Linked DNA regions of Mus musculus: region 2 is linked to region 1. The links are chromatin contacts, called in public HiChIP or PLAC-seq maps. All regions are on one chromosome and are shown on one strand. The core of a region is the stretch at or near the end of the contact, and the rest is flanking DNA. Distances in the headings are between cores, read along the strand shown. Region 1 overlaps Abi1 (abl-interactor 1). Region 2 overlaps Acbd5 (acyl-Coenzyme A binding domain containing 5).

What was found. HiChIP or PLAC-seq counts read pairs in DNA pulled down with a chosen protein or histone mark.
Region 2: a CTCF HiChIP or PLAC-seq map of CD8 T cells shows a contact between it and region 1, with 9 read pairs. The contact joins two enhancer-like sites. A contact is called at or near these places in 5 of 39 promoter capture datasets (the 3T3-L1 cell line, the C10 cell line, embryonic stem cells and 2 more), 2 of 15 datasets of contacts at CTCF or cohesin (CD8 T cells and large pre-B cells), 16 of 484 Hi-C or Micro-C datasets (the 63-12 cell line, B cells, the C10 cell line and 10 more), 11 of 115 datasets of contacts at active chromatin or transcription factors (the HPC-7 cell line, the SCID.adh cell line, bone marrow-derived dendritic cells and 7 more) and 3 of 9 other capture datasets (adipose tissue, liver and pancreatic islet).

What each region holds. Positions count from the first base shown.
Region 1 is chr2:23,019,453-23,023,621 of GRCm38.p6, reverse strand. All of the region lies in intron 1 of Abi1 (abl-interactor 1), which reads left to right. It overlaps Gm52502 (a long non-coding RNA gene), which reads right to left. Exons shown (of 3, transcript XR_003953771.1): 2 at 107-202. Among named protein-coding and RNA genes, the nearest start is that of Gm52502, 7.0 kb to the right of the region's middle. Within about 2 kb of position 1,736, at least 93 of the 459 cell types and tissues checked have an H3K27ac peak or open chromatin away from gene starts, as enhancers often do. A contact at or near this core is called in CD8 T cells, where this site is marked.
Region 2 is chr2:23,086,149-23,090,317 of GRCm38.p6, reverse strand. Acbd5 (acyl-Coenzyme A binding domain containing 5) reads right to left here. Exons shown (of 14, transcript NM_001355637.1): 7 at 2,699-2,833; 8 at 530-727. Among named protein-coding and RNA genes, the nearest start is that of Acbd5, 19 kb to the right of the region's middle. Within about 2 kb of position 1,702, at least 16 of the 459 cell types and tissues checked have an H3K27ac peak or open chromatin away from gene starts, as enhancers often do. A contact at or near this core is called in CD8 T cells, where this site is marked.

The DNA.
Region 1 (4,169 bases), core at 487-2,986:
GCCCCGATCTAGTAGCTTTGAACTCCTGATCTTTCTGTTCTAGCCATCGATGAAAGACATGGGTCCTCTGAAGAGAAAGCTCAGAGATGCCTGGGCACATATATACCTGTAATCACAGTACTAAGGATTCTGCGGTAGGAGGACTGAGAATTTCAGGCCAGCTTGGGCTATATAGCAGACCCTGTTCAAAAGCATCTTCTCCCTACAAACAAACAAAAACAACAACAGAGAAAGCTCAAAGATGGCATATTTTACCAATATTCATTCTCTATTGTCATAAAGCGATTATGCCTGAAAAAGGCAATTTGCGCTCATAGAAGTGAATCTGTAAAACCCCTCTTTCTCAATCATTAGTGCACAGTTGGTTTCTGACTCTTTCCAGCTTTCACTCCTCCACAGTGGGATTGATTGGCAGAACAGTGGGTTGAAGAAAAGGAATAACGCTTGACTATTAGCTGGCTGTGTGGGCAAAAGTGGGGAGAGGGAGGGAAGAAGGAAAAAGGACTCCAGGGTCTGTCTCTGTATACCATTGTGGCATGAGGTAAAGCTGTACAGTCTTTGTCTTCTAATGTTAATTTTGTTGTTTTTTCAGTACTTTCCTATATTATGGATCCCTGGCATTTTTATATCTCTAGTAGCTTTTTACAAATAATTTCAAGACAGATATGTCTTCCATATAGATTGAAAACTATCTTTTGAAAGGAACCAAAGTATTCTAAAGACCCATGGTAGTGTCTGGAGAAGGAGATGTCTCGGCAGGTTTAGCTGTCTTGAATTTAAAAGTTGAGAGAAAAGGGATGTTTGAGAAGCAACAGATGCAGCAGATTGTAGGAACAACATGACAGAAGGTGTGTTTGTGAGACCCGAGTATAGTTGCAGATGTAAGGGAGGTTAATGAAGTTGAGATCTAAGGCTAAAATACATCTTAGCTGCTAACACTAAGCTGTAGAAAATTAGTCCTGTGCTTCCCACATACAGCTTTTAAGAATTATGGTTTTTTGAAGGTGTATGTGCATGTTTGTGTGAGTCTGTGCACATGCGTGTGTGTAGGGGCATGAGAAGGCTAGAAGAGGGTGTTGAATCACTTAGAGCTGGAGTTGTAGGTCGTTGTGAGGTACCTGACATGAATGCTTGGGTCCAAACTGTGGTTCTCATGATTGAGCAGCAAATATTTTGTTGTTGTTGTTTTGAGACAGGGCTTCTTTGTATAGTCCTAGGTGTCCTGTAACTCGTTTTATAAACCAAACTCAGACAGAGATCCCCTACTTCTGCCTCCTGGGTTAAGATCACACACCACACCAGATGCTGAAGAACAAACACTTTTAACTAGCCTGTTTTATTTTTTTGTTTTGGAGGGGACAGAGTCTCTACTAGCTCAGGCTTGTATGGAACTTGCTGTGAACTTGAAGAGCTTAGAATTTTCCTGTTGACTTGATTTTTTCAAACCCTACTTTTAATATGGGTTCTTTAACCTCCCTTCTAGCCTACAATCCACCAGAGGTAGCTGAAAAGAAAGGTTATTAGGATATGAGGGAAGTGGACCTGTTTAGAAATTGTTCTTTGGAGCAAATCTAATCTGTATTGTCAGGAAATTAGCAGTTCAGTTTACAGGAATCAGCAGCAGCAGCTCGATCCACTCGCAAACACTTAATGAATACACCAGCAGTCCAGTTCAGTAGTGTCGGGGTAGCAAGCACAAATCAGCAGCAGTGGCATGAATTGTCAGGCCTCCACCCAACCCACATGAGTCAGCAGGAGTGACCAGGGATGTCAGAAGTTCTCTGCCGTGCCTTGAAGCATTGCAAAGCTAACTATGCAAACTTGCTGAGTCCTATTTCTACTCTCTTCTTCAAACATCAAGTGTCCTCCCAGGGGTCTTTCCTCACCATGTGAGTCTGTCTTAGCAAAACTCCATGTGAGTCTGTATCAACTGACTTCACTCTGCCAATCACCCCGAGTCCTCAGGAGCTGCAAGAAGTTTTTTTTTTTTTTGGTATGTTTCTTCCTATGAAGTCACAACAAATGACCATTAAGGAATGGCAAGGTATACCAATACCATCTAGTGTCGTCTGTGGTCTGTTGGGTCCTTCTTAACATCATGAGTCTGCTTTAGCAAAACATCCTTTCACCTGTGACCACTTCCGGAACACACTCCTTCACTTGTCTGCCCCAGTTTTGTCTTCTGACAAAACTGACTTTCCAAAGAAACCAGAAGTTTCCATTTCATTTTCCTGCTGTCCTTCAAGTGATGGAGGGGATCATGGGCTGCACCATGCCAGCTCCATGCATTACGTGTAGTAACATGTGTAAAACTGATATTGTGCCTTTTACTTACATATTTTAGTCCTTCATACAGACGTACCTTGGTATAACTAACAGAAACCATTGAGTTAATTGAGTAAATGTAAGAGAGTTTTAGATCCAAATAAACAACCTTTAAATGAGCCAATGATTTTAACTGGAGACTTTGATTATTAGGAACTTATTTTTAATAAAGTTGTGCATTTGTTCCACCCATCCTTATTTTCCTGTTTCCTCATTCCCACCTACATCCCTATACTCCCCAAAGAAAGAAGGGCAGCATGGTGCTGTCTCATAGTTTTTTGTTTTGAATGAAGAGGCACAATGTATTATGGAACAAACAAGATGTTTTTACATCAGAAGTTTTAGGAAAAGATTTATTTGCTGAAAATGTCTTTTCATTTTTATTTCTTTTTAAAATTTTCTTTTCCTTATTATTTTCAAGACAGTCTCATGGAGCCCAGGCTAGCTTTGAACTTTAACATAGCCAGTGGTAATCTTTAATTTTTTTATCTTTCTATCTTCACTTTTCAGATGCTAGGGTTACAGTATGTAACCCCACGGTGGTTTCTTAGATGCTTTGACCTCATTGATCAGTGTAATTATTATTATTATTATTATTATTATTATTATTGTTTTGTTTTTTCCCCGAGACAGGGTTTCTCTGTGTAGCCCTAGTAGTCCTGGAACTCACTCTGTAGACCAGGCTGGCCTTGAACTCAGAAATCCGCCTGCCTCTGCCCCCAAATGCTGGGATTAAAGGCGTGCACCACCAATGCCCGGCCTTTTTTTTTTTTAATGAGACCGACTTTCACTATGTAGTCCTGTCTGGTGTGAAACTCACTATATAGATTAGGCAGGTTTCAAACTCACAGAGATTTGCTTGCCTCTGCTCCTGTACCCCCAAGCGCTGGGATCAAATGCATGTGATAATGAGTGATAAATCTTATAATGGTCTTGTTACTTAATTTTTATGGAATCATGGAAGTAAGAGCCAATGTTGGACTTATTTATTATGAGGAACTTTTTAGTACCTGTGGTCTCTGTTAACTTGTTAAAACAATTTATAGGTATGCTCAGAAAAAAATTTGAAAACTTATCAAATCATGCTGATAGCATCCAGAGACTTAATTTTTTTAATTTAAAAAAAATTAAATTTGTGTGTGTTTGCCTGCCTCGGTGCATGTGTATGTGTCTTGTCTATAGTGGTCAGAATGTGGAATTCTTTTCTTTTACCTTTAAGTAGATTACAGAGACCAAACTCAGGTTGCCAGGTTTACATGGCAGGTGCCTTCGCTGTATGAGCAACCTCACAGGTCCAATGTTTGTATATCTTTTACCTTTACAAATATTTATTTTATGTGTCCCAGTGCTCTGTTTGCATATACCCTTGCATGCGAGAAGAGGTATATAACTCATTATAAATGGTCGTGAGCACCATGTGGTTTCTGGGAATTGAACTCAGGACCTCTGGAAGAGCAAGCAGCTGGTATACTTAACCACTGAGCCATTTCTCCAGCAACCATAGTTTTTATTTTTACTTTAAAAATTGTAAACCATACCAAAATGGTAGGCCACAAAAACAATGAATCAGGGAGTTTGCTGTGGAGGTCAGAGTGAAAGCAGATGTGAATGGGTGCAGCAGGAGGAATCATGGCCACCAAGGTGATGGAGTCCATCAGAAAGTTTGGCCTGGCTTTAGCAGTTGCAGAAGGTGTGGTAGTGGACTCTGCCTCATAGAAAATGGACAGAATCCAGTTATCTTTTACTGCTACTCTTCAGCCATGGAATGTTCTAGTTAGCAAAGATTTGTAGAACATCAGCATCATTGGACATTCAGCTGGTGGCCAGCCAGCTTCCTCCTATCT
Region 2 (4,169 bases), core at 453-2,952, 67 kb before region 1:
AAGTGCTGAAGTTACACATAGTCCACTCTTCCTGATTCCAAGTCATGGTTTTTAAATAAGCTTCCAAAACTTTATCTACTTAACTGAACAAACTTCAGCTAGACTCAGGCAGTTAAGGCAGGAGAATGATCAGCAGTTCTAGGCCACCAGGTCTACAAAGCGTGATCCTAGCAAAATATACCATGGCTCAAAGACTAGGGGAGCTGGCGGCCAACCTAAATTCAGTCCCCAGAACTCACATGGTAGAAACTCAAGTTGTCCTTCCTGACCTCACAGACCCTCCACAGACTTACCATGGTACACACAGCACACATGATGAACAAAATGAAAAAGAAACAAATGTAAGAAAATGCCCTGACTCTAATTCACTGTGCTTCAAAGCAACCAACCCTTACAGTATTAACAAACCCTAAGAAGATATTACTAAACATGAAAATTTAAGTCCTAACTGATTTCTAACCATCCTAGAACTAGTAAGAGTGTTTTAACTGTTGGAAAATGATTGGAGAGGATCACGTGAGGACAATACCTTGGTGAGCACAGACAATGGTGTGTCCTGTCTGCTGAGAGCTCTCATCTCCAGGCTTTTCATCTTCACTGCTTCTGGTGCTCCGGGAAGAATCAGTATGAATGTCACTCTGTATATCCTGAACAAAGCTACCTTTATAGCCATTGGTAACAATGATTTCCAAATTCTTATCTGCTGATTTCTTCAGCGTTTTCTTATCTTGTATGGGAAAAAAAAAGAAAGGAGATGTACAAAAGTACCCTGTAGCCAGGCATAATGACTTAGCTTTTAATCCCAGCACTCAAGAGGCAGAAGTAGATGGATTCTGAGTTCAAGGCCAGCCTAGTCTACATAGAAAGAAAAAAAACATTTTTTTCCCTAGAATCACTAGTCAATTCCCAAACTACCAAAATCCTCTGAATGGCTTCCCATCTAGATAGGAGAAATGAGTGGCTCCTTGCAAAAGGAACTACTACATACCAAAGCTCACCCAAAATTCACATTAACTTTTCAAAATGCTCCCATTCCCCACCACTATTCCTCCTCCTCTTCCTCCCCTCTTCTTCCTCCTTCTCCTATTCCCCCTCCTCTTCCTCTGCTTCCTCCTCCTCATCTTCATCATCTTGGGCAACAGAGATTGCCCAGCACCCACGTCAGACTCACAATTGCCTAGAGCTCCTGCTACAGAGGATCCAATACTTTCTGCTAGCTCTGTAGGCAACAATACGCTCACATAGACGCACACGAAAACAAAATAAATCTCCATATGGAAAAAAAAACCATTATCTTGCTCTTTCGTTTGGTTTCTGTAGGTATTACAGCACTACTCACAGAGACTGCCTCCCAATCACTGAAATTAAAGGTGTCCACCACCGTGAAAAAAACCCAGTTTTGGTTTTTCTGAGAAATGGTTTCACTATGTGTCCTTAAATGCTCTATTTTCACTTTGGGCTTCTGGCACTAATACAGTCTGAGCAGCCGTGCTGAGTACCTTTAAATGAAAAGATGTGTAGCCTTTGCTGGAAAACAGAAAAGAAATGGGAGGGGAAAAAAGAGGAAAAGAGAAAGATGTGATTCTATTCAAATAAAAAAAAAAAACAGAATTTAAGTGTTGACGCATTATGTAGATGTCAAAAATTCTCATGGCAATAAGACAGTGAAAACAGGAAGAGAAAGAGGAGAGAAGAGGAAGGAAAGAAAGAAGTTGTCTCCAGAGATTGCTGAGTATTTGGGTAGTTAGAATTAGAATAAAATCAACTCAAAACACTGAGGCAGTGTTTCGGATAAATTAAAATTATAAGTACTGGAATAGAGAGACGGCTCAGCGGTTGAGAACACTGGTTGCTCTTCCAGAGGGACTGGGTTCTATTCCCTACACCCACATGGCATCTCACAACCATCTGCAATTCTAGTCCCAAATTCCCTTTTCTGGCCTCTGAGGGTACTGCACACACATAGTACACAGACACACATGCAGACAAAACACGCCTACACATAATAAAAGTAAATACCCTTTTCTTAATTATATGTCATTGTATGCAGAACATTTGGAAAAGTAGGTTACTCTTGTCCACCCTAAGCTAACTCCTATTTGATTGATGATTCATTAAGGCTGGCTACCTAGATAGTCCATAGCAGAACTTTTTTTTTAATTTATTTTCCTTTTTTTTAATTAGATATTTTCTTCATTTACATTTCAAATACTATCCCAAAAGTCCCCTATACCCTCCCCCAGCCCTGCTCCCCAACCCACCCACTCCTGCTTCCTAGCCCTGGCATTCCCCTGTACTGGGGCATATGATCTTTGAAAGACCAACGACCTCTCCTCCCACTGATGGCCAACTAGGCCATCCTCTACTACATATGCAACTAGAGACACAGTTCTGTGGGGTACTGGTTAGTTCATATTGTTGATACTCCTATAGGGTTGCAGAACCCTTTAGCTCCTTGGTTACTTTCTCTAGCTCCTTCATTAGGGGCCCTGTGTTCCATCCAATCGATGACTTCAGCATCCACTTAGCAGAACATTTTGATCCACTGAAGACCTTGATAGTACAGTCAATACCCCAAATGCTGCCACATGCATTAATCATATACAATTTTTTTCAAAAATCAGCACAAATTTTCTCTTGTCCTTTTATCAAGTACAAAATTATTATTAGCTGTATTAACCAGGTACCCAACACCTACCATCACTGCCGCTCTGTTCTGCTCCTTTTAACTCTTCTTGGGCCTCTTCTTCTTCAGACTCAGCCCCACTATCACTGCTCTCTGCTTTACCATTAACAGCTTTGGCATTTGAAGAGGTCAGAACATTACCAAGATCTAAAACATGAAATAAAAACATGGGTCAGAGGTTAAGAGCACTGGCTATCCTTCCAAGTTTTGGTACCCACATGGTGGCTTGTAGCTGTCCATAACTCCAGTTCCGCTTACATACACAAAGGCAAAACACTCATACACAGAAGAAAAAAAAGTACCACCTAGTGACTCTTACACATTACCAAGTAGAGCTGCAGCACAAGGTACAATCTTGGCTAACTCTGGAACACAGCTTCTTTGTGCTCTCAGACAACACTTCCCAGACAATTCCAGATCAATGATGCTGGTCTCTTCTTAATCACCGCTAATTTCTTAGCTCCAGCTAACCAGTACCAATTGTCCCAGTAGTTCCTTCTATTTTTCAGTCTAAAGCCCAAGCTACATGGCCAACACTGCAGAGTTCTGCCACTTGCTGGGGCTAGAACGTGGCTCCCTTGTTCTATTACATTATCACCAGCTTTCTGTTTTCCAACTCCTTCATTGCCTAAGTTTGGCTGTCCTGGAACTTGCTCTGTAGACTGACTTTGAACTCAGAATTTCTACATGCCTGCCTCCTAAACACTGGGATTAAAGGTGTGGTCTTCCAACCCTGGATTTAAATTTTTCCTCACCTAGAACTTGCTCTGTCTCAGGCTGACCTTGAACTCACAGATCTCTGGCCATTGCCTCCTGGGATTAAAGGCTTGTGCTACCATGTCTGGACCTAAATTTAGCTGGGTGGGATCTTGCCCCAAGGTTACTAGTCCCTTAATTCAATTTAATCTCCTTGGACACAGGATTCAGCTCCATTTCACTTCCTGGTGCCCCTTTAATATTTGAAACAATTTTATATTTCCCCTTTCTCAGCTTGCTATATGCTTGGTTTAAGCGTTCTTCATGAAACTTAACCAGAGAACAAAGTCCATGATGGCTGTTTCTGAGACTTTCTTTGTCAATGCAATTAATCTGAGTCTCTTTACCTTAGCTTCAGGCAGACTCTTCAGACAAGGACAAAAAGTAGCCATATTTTTCACCAAAAATACCATAAAAACAGTCTCTAGGCCACATATTGACATTCTCCACAGAAACCTGGGTCAGGTTCACACAATTCAAGTTACTCTCAGAAACAAAATTTTCCATATTCCTACTAGGATAGCCCACTAAGCCCCACTAAAGCATTCCACTGCTTGCCAAATCCAAAGTCCCCAAATCCACATTCTTCCAACCAAAAGCATGGTCAGGCCTATCACAGCAATACCCAGGTCCCTGGTACCAACTTCTGTCTTAGTTAGGGTTTTACTGCTGAAACAGACACCATGACCAAGGCAACTCTCATAAGGACAACATTTAATTGGGGCTG